Linked DNA regions of Capra hircus: region 2 is linked to region 1. The links are chromatin contacts, called in public Hi-C maps. All regions are on one chromosome and are shown on one strand. Each heading gives the region's core, a stretch centred on a gene start, on an enhancer-like site or on the middle of the called end of the contact. The rest is flanking DNA. Distances are from core to core; before and after follow the strand shown.

Region 1 (3,020 bases), core at 416-2,915:
CCCAGGGGAAGGCCAGGACAGAGGCCCACCTGTCACTCCAGTAGATGAACTCCTCAAACACGGACACTGAGAACATGTCCATGTTGTTGCTGGACAGCACTACCTCGCGGTCCTCGCCCGTCTCCAGGTCGATTCGCTCAATTTTGTCTGTCCGGGCGTCGCACCAGTATAGCTTCCCATCCTGCAGGCCAGAGTCGCCCACCTCACTGCCAGCTCCACGTCCCAGGTGGCATGGGGCACTCATTCCCGCCTCACTGTCTCCTCCCTCCTTGCTCTACATCCTCCCGCTCTCTGACCTGCGGCTCTGCTGGCCTCCCTCTAGCGCCCACTTGAGTGACCTCCCTGACCATCTCCCGGGTGGTGGAACCCTACTCTGCATGGGGCCTGGGCCAGAGGACCCCATGACTCCTTGGTCCATTTTTTCCCACCAATGGGCATGTCACATGAGATTCAGTGGGGAGCTGCCCCTCCCCGCAGAGCGCGAGTTCCGCCTCTTTGGCCCTAGGGCTGAGCCTGCATCCAAACCTGATAGTCCACGGAGATGCCGTTGGGCCAGCTGATGCTAACGTTAACCAGCACCACTCGCTCACTGCCATCCAGCCGAGACCGCTCAATCCGCGGGTACTGGCCCCACTCAGTCCAGAACAAGTACCTGGGGTGAAGGTGGAAGAGGGGGTCAGTCCCCAGAGCACGGAGAAGAACAGGCCTGTGGCCAGAGGGCCTGGACCAGACCAGAGCCAGGAGTGGGGACTGGTCAGCCCACCCTGCTCCTCACCCCTTCTCCGGGTGGACTGTGATCGCCCGGGGCTTGTCCAGACCCTGGGAGATGACCACGTAGCGGAAAGAGCCATTGAGCCGGGCAACTTCGATGACATCAAAACCCTGGTCCGTCCAATAGATGTTGCCTGAGGAAAGAGGAAGGCAGGGGGCTCAGGGGGGCGTGTGGGGACTCATGTACCTCGTCCCCTCCAGCCTGAGACCCCCGCTTCTCCCCATCTGTTCCTGCCTACCCCTTCTCCTCAGACCCCCTCCTCCTGAGACCCCACTGCCCCAGTCCTCTGCCTCACCTGCAGTCCATCAGCCCCCCTAGAGCTCACCGGCGATCCAGTCCACTGCAATGCCCTCCACGCGGCCAATGCCGTTGGTCACCACATCCTCACGCCACGTCTGGTCCCGCTTAGCCCGGCTGATGGTGCTCAGGCCCATGTCCACCCAGTAAATGGTGTCATTCTCTGGGGGCAGAGGAGCCAACATGGGGATGCTCACCGAGGCAGGGGACAAGGTAGAGGGGTCAAAATCACAAGGGGATGACTGAGAGCTGGGGAGACCAGTGGCTTGGGACGGTATAGCAGGGTAGGGCAGCTGTGGTCAGGCAACCTCTCCCTGGTCCCCCAGAACACTTCACCACGAAGGGAAGGCCATGTCCCGCCCGCTCCTGCCACCATGGCTCACCAGCATGGAAGTCAATGCCGACAGCCAGCGAGGTCCCCGACACTGGGACCAGGGCGTCTGACTTGTCGTTCGGATCCAGCGGGATTCCCCGGATCCCCTCATGTACAGAATACAGGAGAAAGGAGCCCACACCTGAAACACAAGCACACTGGGCATGAGCCTCGCTGACACCCTTTAAGCTTGGCTCTGTCACCCACAAACCCTTTTGATACCTCCTCCCACCCATCACACCTCCCCTCTCACCACACACCCTAGCTTGGGGCCTGGGTGGGGACAGGTCCAGTCAAGTCACCTGGCCGGCTCCAGGGAACCACCTGTGAGACCCCTTAGTGCCCACTAGAGGGCAGCAGAGACCAGGCTTTCACTTCACACAACCAGCTCTGCCTCACTCTCTGGGTCACACAACCCTTCAACAACCCTAAAGGTGTTAGGGAGGATCTGGAGAGGTTCAGATGAGTCAACAGGACCAAGTGACTCCCCAGTCTAGATTTTCACCCTAGTTTCCTCTTTGTCCTCGTCTGTCTGGTCTGTATCACATCCTTGGGTCTCTAGCACCCGGCTCCTGAGCCAGCCTCCTTCCCAGTTCCCCATTTCTTATAAGGTGCCACTATCCATGCACCCTAGAATTTCCCCTGCCTTTATCCCCTTGCAAAGCAAATCCTCAACTGAATCCCCCTAATGGGCCCTGGTTGCTCAGGATCCTTGAAAAAAAAGGATTCATGCTCGAGACTGGGGAGACTCCAAACACTTAAGAGTCTCCCCACAGAAAATTCTCAGAGCAGATGAGCATATGGAAGGCTCTGAGAAGTTCTGCAGCAAAAAAAAAAAAAATCCACTTAAACTTAATTCAACCCAGTGTTTCTTTCTGTAACATCGACCACATCAAAGAGGGAGGTTCCTAGGAGTGCACTTTGGGAAATGCTGTCCTGGGGCGGGCTTGTAAATCAGTCAGCAAGTTCTTGCGAAACAGCTCTGAGTTTCATCCCTTCTCTTCAACCCCGCTGCTGAGCCCCAGCCCAGGCTAACAGCGTCCTGACTGGTCTAACTGCCTTGGTCTCTCCCTCCCCTACTCAGCCGGCTCTCTGCCGCCAGGTTAATCTGCCCCAAACACCACTTTCCAGGTGCTCCTGGCTGAGAACCTGCAGAACCCCGCCTGCCCCACAGCCTCACCCATGAACCCCACACCCTGCCCGCCACTCAGGCTGGCACCTCAGGGCCTTGCACCGACCCTCCTACTGCTCTGGACCCCTTGCCTGGCATGTTGTCCCTTCTCCTTCAAACCACACACTCAAATCCTCTGTGCCCAGCATACTTCTTGCATGAAGTGACCCTGGTGTCCCCTCTGACATCTATTTCTCCAGAGTCCTACTGAAGTCAGAGCCACTTCATGTCTCCCCTCCCCCACCTTTGGTTAAGCCTGCTGAGCACAGGGACAGGGACTTCTGTCCCCTGCCTCCCCCATAGCAACCAGCACAGTGAATGCTGACTAAGCATCTAACCCAGAAGGCACTTAATACACAATGGACTTGTCCTGCACCCAAGCTGAGAAGAGGAAGGTGGGCTGTAGA
Region 2 (3,082 bases), core at 227-2,726, 67 kb after region 1:
CTGGGGATCCTATGTAAGATAGAGGCTCTTCTGTCTTTCTCCTGCCTGGCTAGTTCTGGGACAATAAAATAACGTCTAACATTTCCTGTGTACCAGGCATCATTCACATGTATTATTGCATTTCACTCTCACAGCTTTGTAAGTTAAGGCTATTATTTGCTCCATTTTACAGACAACAAAACTGAAGCACAAAACAGCCCAGAGTTGTGCAGCTAGCAGTGCTGGCAGGATCTGAACCCATGCAGCCTGTCTCCAGGGGCCAAGTTCTTAACTCCTACCCTCTGCCTAGCTGGGGACTCCGACCTGCACATACTTGCCCATCCACGTGGATGGGAGGGGGAGGAGCCAGGTTCTGGGAATCAGATGGGACACCAGGGGGCAGCATAAGCCTGGCTTTGGCCCCTGAGCCCAGCCCTGTTTGGGGAGAGAGGAGGGGAGTAGAAACTGCCTCCCACCTTCTACTGCTCCTCAGAGACCACCCTTTCCCCATACACGTCTCTCAGGTTTGGGGGCTTGAAGGTCCCTTGGCCTCCTCCAGCTCTTCCTTCAGCCAAAGCTTCAAAAACCATCCAGTAGTGACAATGATGACTCAGAAGCTGAGCAAGCCTTGTGCGTGTGAGTGTGTGTCCTTGTGACTACATGTGGCTCTGAGTGCTGACATGTCTGTGAGCCTGCCTGCACGTGTGTGTAAGCATGTGTGTGTGTGGGAGGGAGTGTCCTTCTGGCTGGGGAAGTTGTCTACATGCACGTTTATTTCTGGGTGTGTCTCAGTGTTTACTCCAGAAACAGATAGGAACTTTGCCAAGGTTGCACAGCAGACTCATATTCAAACTTGTCCCTTGGGAACCTACGGGCAGCAACTCCAGCTTGCCGCTGGCTCCTACCTGGGTCCCCGGAGTAGTACCCCATGAGGAGGTGGCGGAAAGGATTTTCAGTTCCAGGCATCCCTGGAGGCCTGCAGGATTGTGAGCTTCACAGCCCCCTCCCCCACTCCCTCCCATCAGCGGGTCACGAGACCTCTAGGGCGTTCCCCACCCAGCAGGGAGGGGAACCGAGGAGTCCCAGCTCCCCGGCCGCTTTCAGGGTCTTCCACTGGAGGGAGCACAGGGCCAGAGGGATTTCTTTTTCCAGAGCCCCCCGCCGTACCCCCCACCGGGGGGGTGGGGAGCCCAGTCCCTCTTGAGCCCAAACCTCCGGCCCTTGCAAGAGTTTGAGTATGGGAGCTGTAGTTTGGGGTGGCTTGTCTCTGCTTGATATTAGGTGACTTTCTGGAGGAAAGTTGATTGTTTTTGATGGGGGACAGAGTAAGTGGGGATCAGCCTTTCCTCCAGCCTGGCGCCAGGGGCCCCCAAGCCCCAGTCCTGGCTCCCCCTCCCAGCCCATGCTCCCCTACTCCATACCAGAGGCACACATGCTCACCCCACTTTCTTCCTCTTCCTCCTCCAGCCCACTTTCTCTTCTCTGTGTCGTCAGAGCTCCAGGGAGGGACCTGGGTAGTCGGAGAAGCCGGAAACAGCGGGCTGGGGCAGCCACTGCTTACACTGAAGAGGGAGGACGGGAGAGGATTGTGTGTGTGTGTGTGTGTGTGTGTGTGTGTTTTCTTTTTGGTGGTGGTGGAGGAGGAGGGGTGCTAGCAGGGCCAGTCCTGAACCCGCTGGACAGAGCTACAGACCCATGGGGCCTGGCAGAGCCCGCTGAGAGAGGGAGACGACAACAGAGGGGTTGCCAAGGTGAGGGGATGCCTCCAAGGAGGGAGGGTGGGGGGCCTCTGACTACCAATGTGGGGGGCGGAGGGGAGTGCTTTTCAGGATCCTGCCTGGGCAAAATGGATGGTCCCCAAGAAATTGTTTCAGCTGGGGCTGGTGGCTGGTGTTACTGAGTTTTGGCAGTTTCGAAATATCAGAGGAATCTGGAGTGGGTACAGGCCCAGCACTTGCCCTGCTCCTCCCCAGCATGGGTCACTTTTTCCACACACCCCATCCCCCGCAATCCAGGGACGTGTTAAGGCAGGGGAAGGAGGGCAAGGAGGTGCCCCTCTGCCCTCTGGGTTTGGGGGAAGTGGCCGCCCCTCCCTATAGAAAACTGATGGCAGGGGGCAGTGGGTCCTCCACAGACCCCTATCCGGGCCCCCCACAAAGGTTCCTCTTCAAGGGTGTGGCCAGCGGGTGAGCGTGTCCCAGAAGTAGAACCTCATGGTGCCCCAGAGGAGGGGGAATTTCCCCCTCAAAACTGCTCCACGCTGGGCCCGGCGGCGTCACGGAGTTAACCCTCCCGGTGCCCAACTGGCTCCGCCTCCCCGCGCCCCTCCCCGCCCCCACCACAGCACACACACACTACACAACTCAGAGAAGCTCTTTTGACGTCTGATCCTGTGGTCCCACGGTCAGAGGGCCCAGGAATGTCGGGGGTTGAGGTGAAGTTTAGGCCACGAAGCGGGGCTGATGAAGATCCTGGACTTCCCTTCCCCATGGGGAAGGGAACGCGGGCCCCGCCCCCCCCCCAGGCCGTGGCTCCTCCCTCCCTGTCGGTATTCTGTGGGGTTTACAGCAGAAGATGCCCCTGGCCTGGCTGGCCGATTGAGCCAGCCTGGTTATTGGCTGGGAGTGGGGGAAAGTCTGGCCCCTCGTTGTCTGAGGATGGAGTAGGGGAGATTTGAAGGCAGGGCCATGCCAGGAAGCTGGTCACTCTTCCTAATCTAGGGGATATGGAGGAAAGGGGAGCTGCCTCTGACTTAGGGATCACCTCGGTCCCCCAGTAGGGTAGAGATAGAGGTCAAAGGTCTGAGCACCCTGAGAAACAGGAGTGAAAGAGGGAAGAGAGGAATGGAGTCCTCCCTTAAGTTTGAAACACAAACCAAAAGGTGCCCCACCCCAAGGTGGGTGTAGAGAAAGGTCTATGAAAGGACCCTGAGCAGGAGGGGGAGGATTCTGCCTTTGGGAGAAAAGAGTTCAGGGGGATATAGGAACTGGGGGAGGAGCACGGATCTCCAGAAAAGGGGCCTCTCTGTTCTCTGTTCCTTTGGGAGTCCTGGGAGAGGGGAGAAGCTAACGTGCCGCAGCAGAACTTGGGGCTAAGTGGGTTG

What was found. A called contact is a pair of places that touch in the nucleus more often than the background predicts.
Region 2: a contact with region 1 is called in a Hi-C map of blood, with 2.2 times the contacts expected there. The contact joins the promoter of STAT6 here to the enhancer-like site in region 1. A contact is called at or near these places in 2 of 5 Hi-C or Micro-C datasets (both in blood).

What each region holds. Positions count from the first base shown.
Region 1 is chr5:55,584,641-55,587,660 of ARS1.2, forward strand. LRP1 (prolow-density lipoprotein receptor-related protein 1) reads right to left here. Exons shown (of 89, transcript XM_018048051.1): 35 at 1,453-1,584; 36 at 1,098-1,232; 37 at 776-905; 38 at 526-652; 39 at 30-181. Among named protein-coding and RNA genes, the nearest start is that of NXPH4, 32 kb to the left of the region's middle. Within about 2 kb of position 1,666, at least 1 of the 5 cell types and tissues checked has an H3K27ac peak or open chromatin away from gene starts, as enhancers often do.
Region 2 is chr5:55,651,732-55,654,813 of ARS1.2, forward strand. STAT6 (signal transducer and activator of transcription 6) reads left to right here and starts at 1,477. Exons shown (of 22, transcript XM_005680308.3): 1 at 1,477-1,730. It overlaps LOC102180828 (a long non-coding RNA gene), which reads right to left and starts at 1,529. Exons shown (of 3, transcript XR_001295688.2): 1 at 1,420-1,529.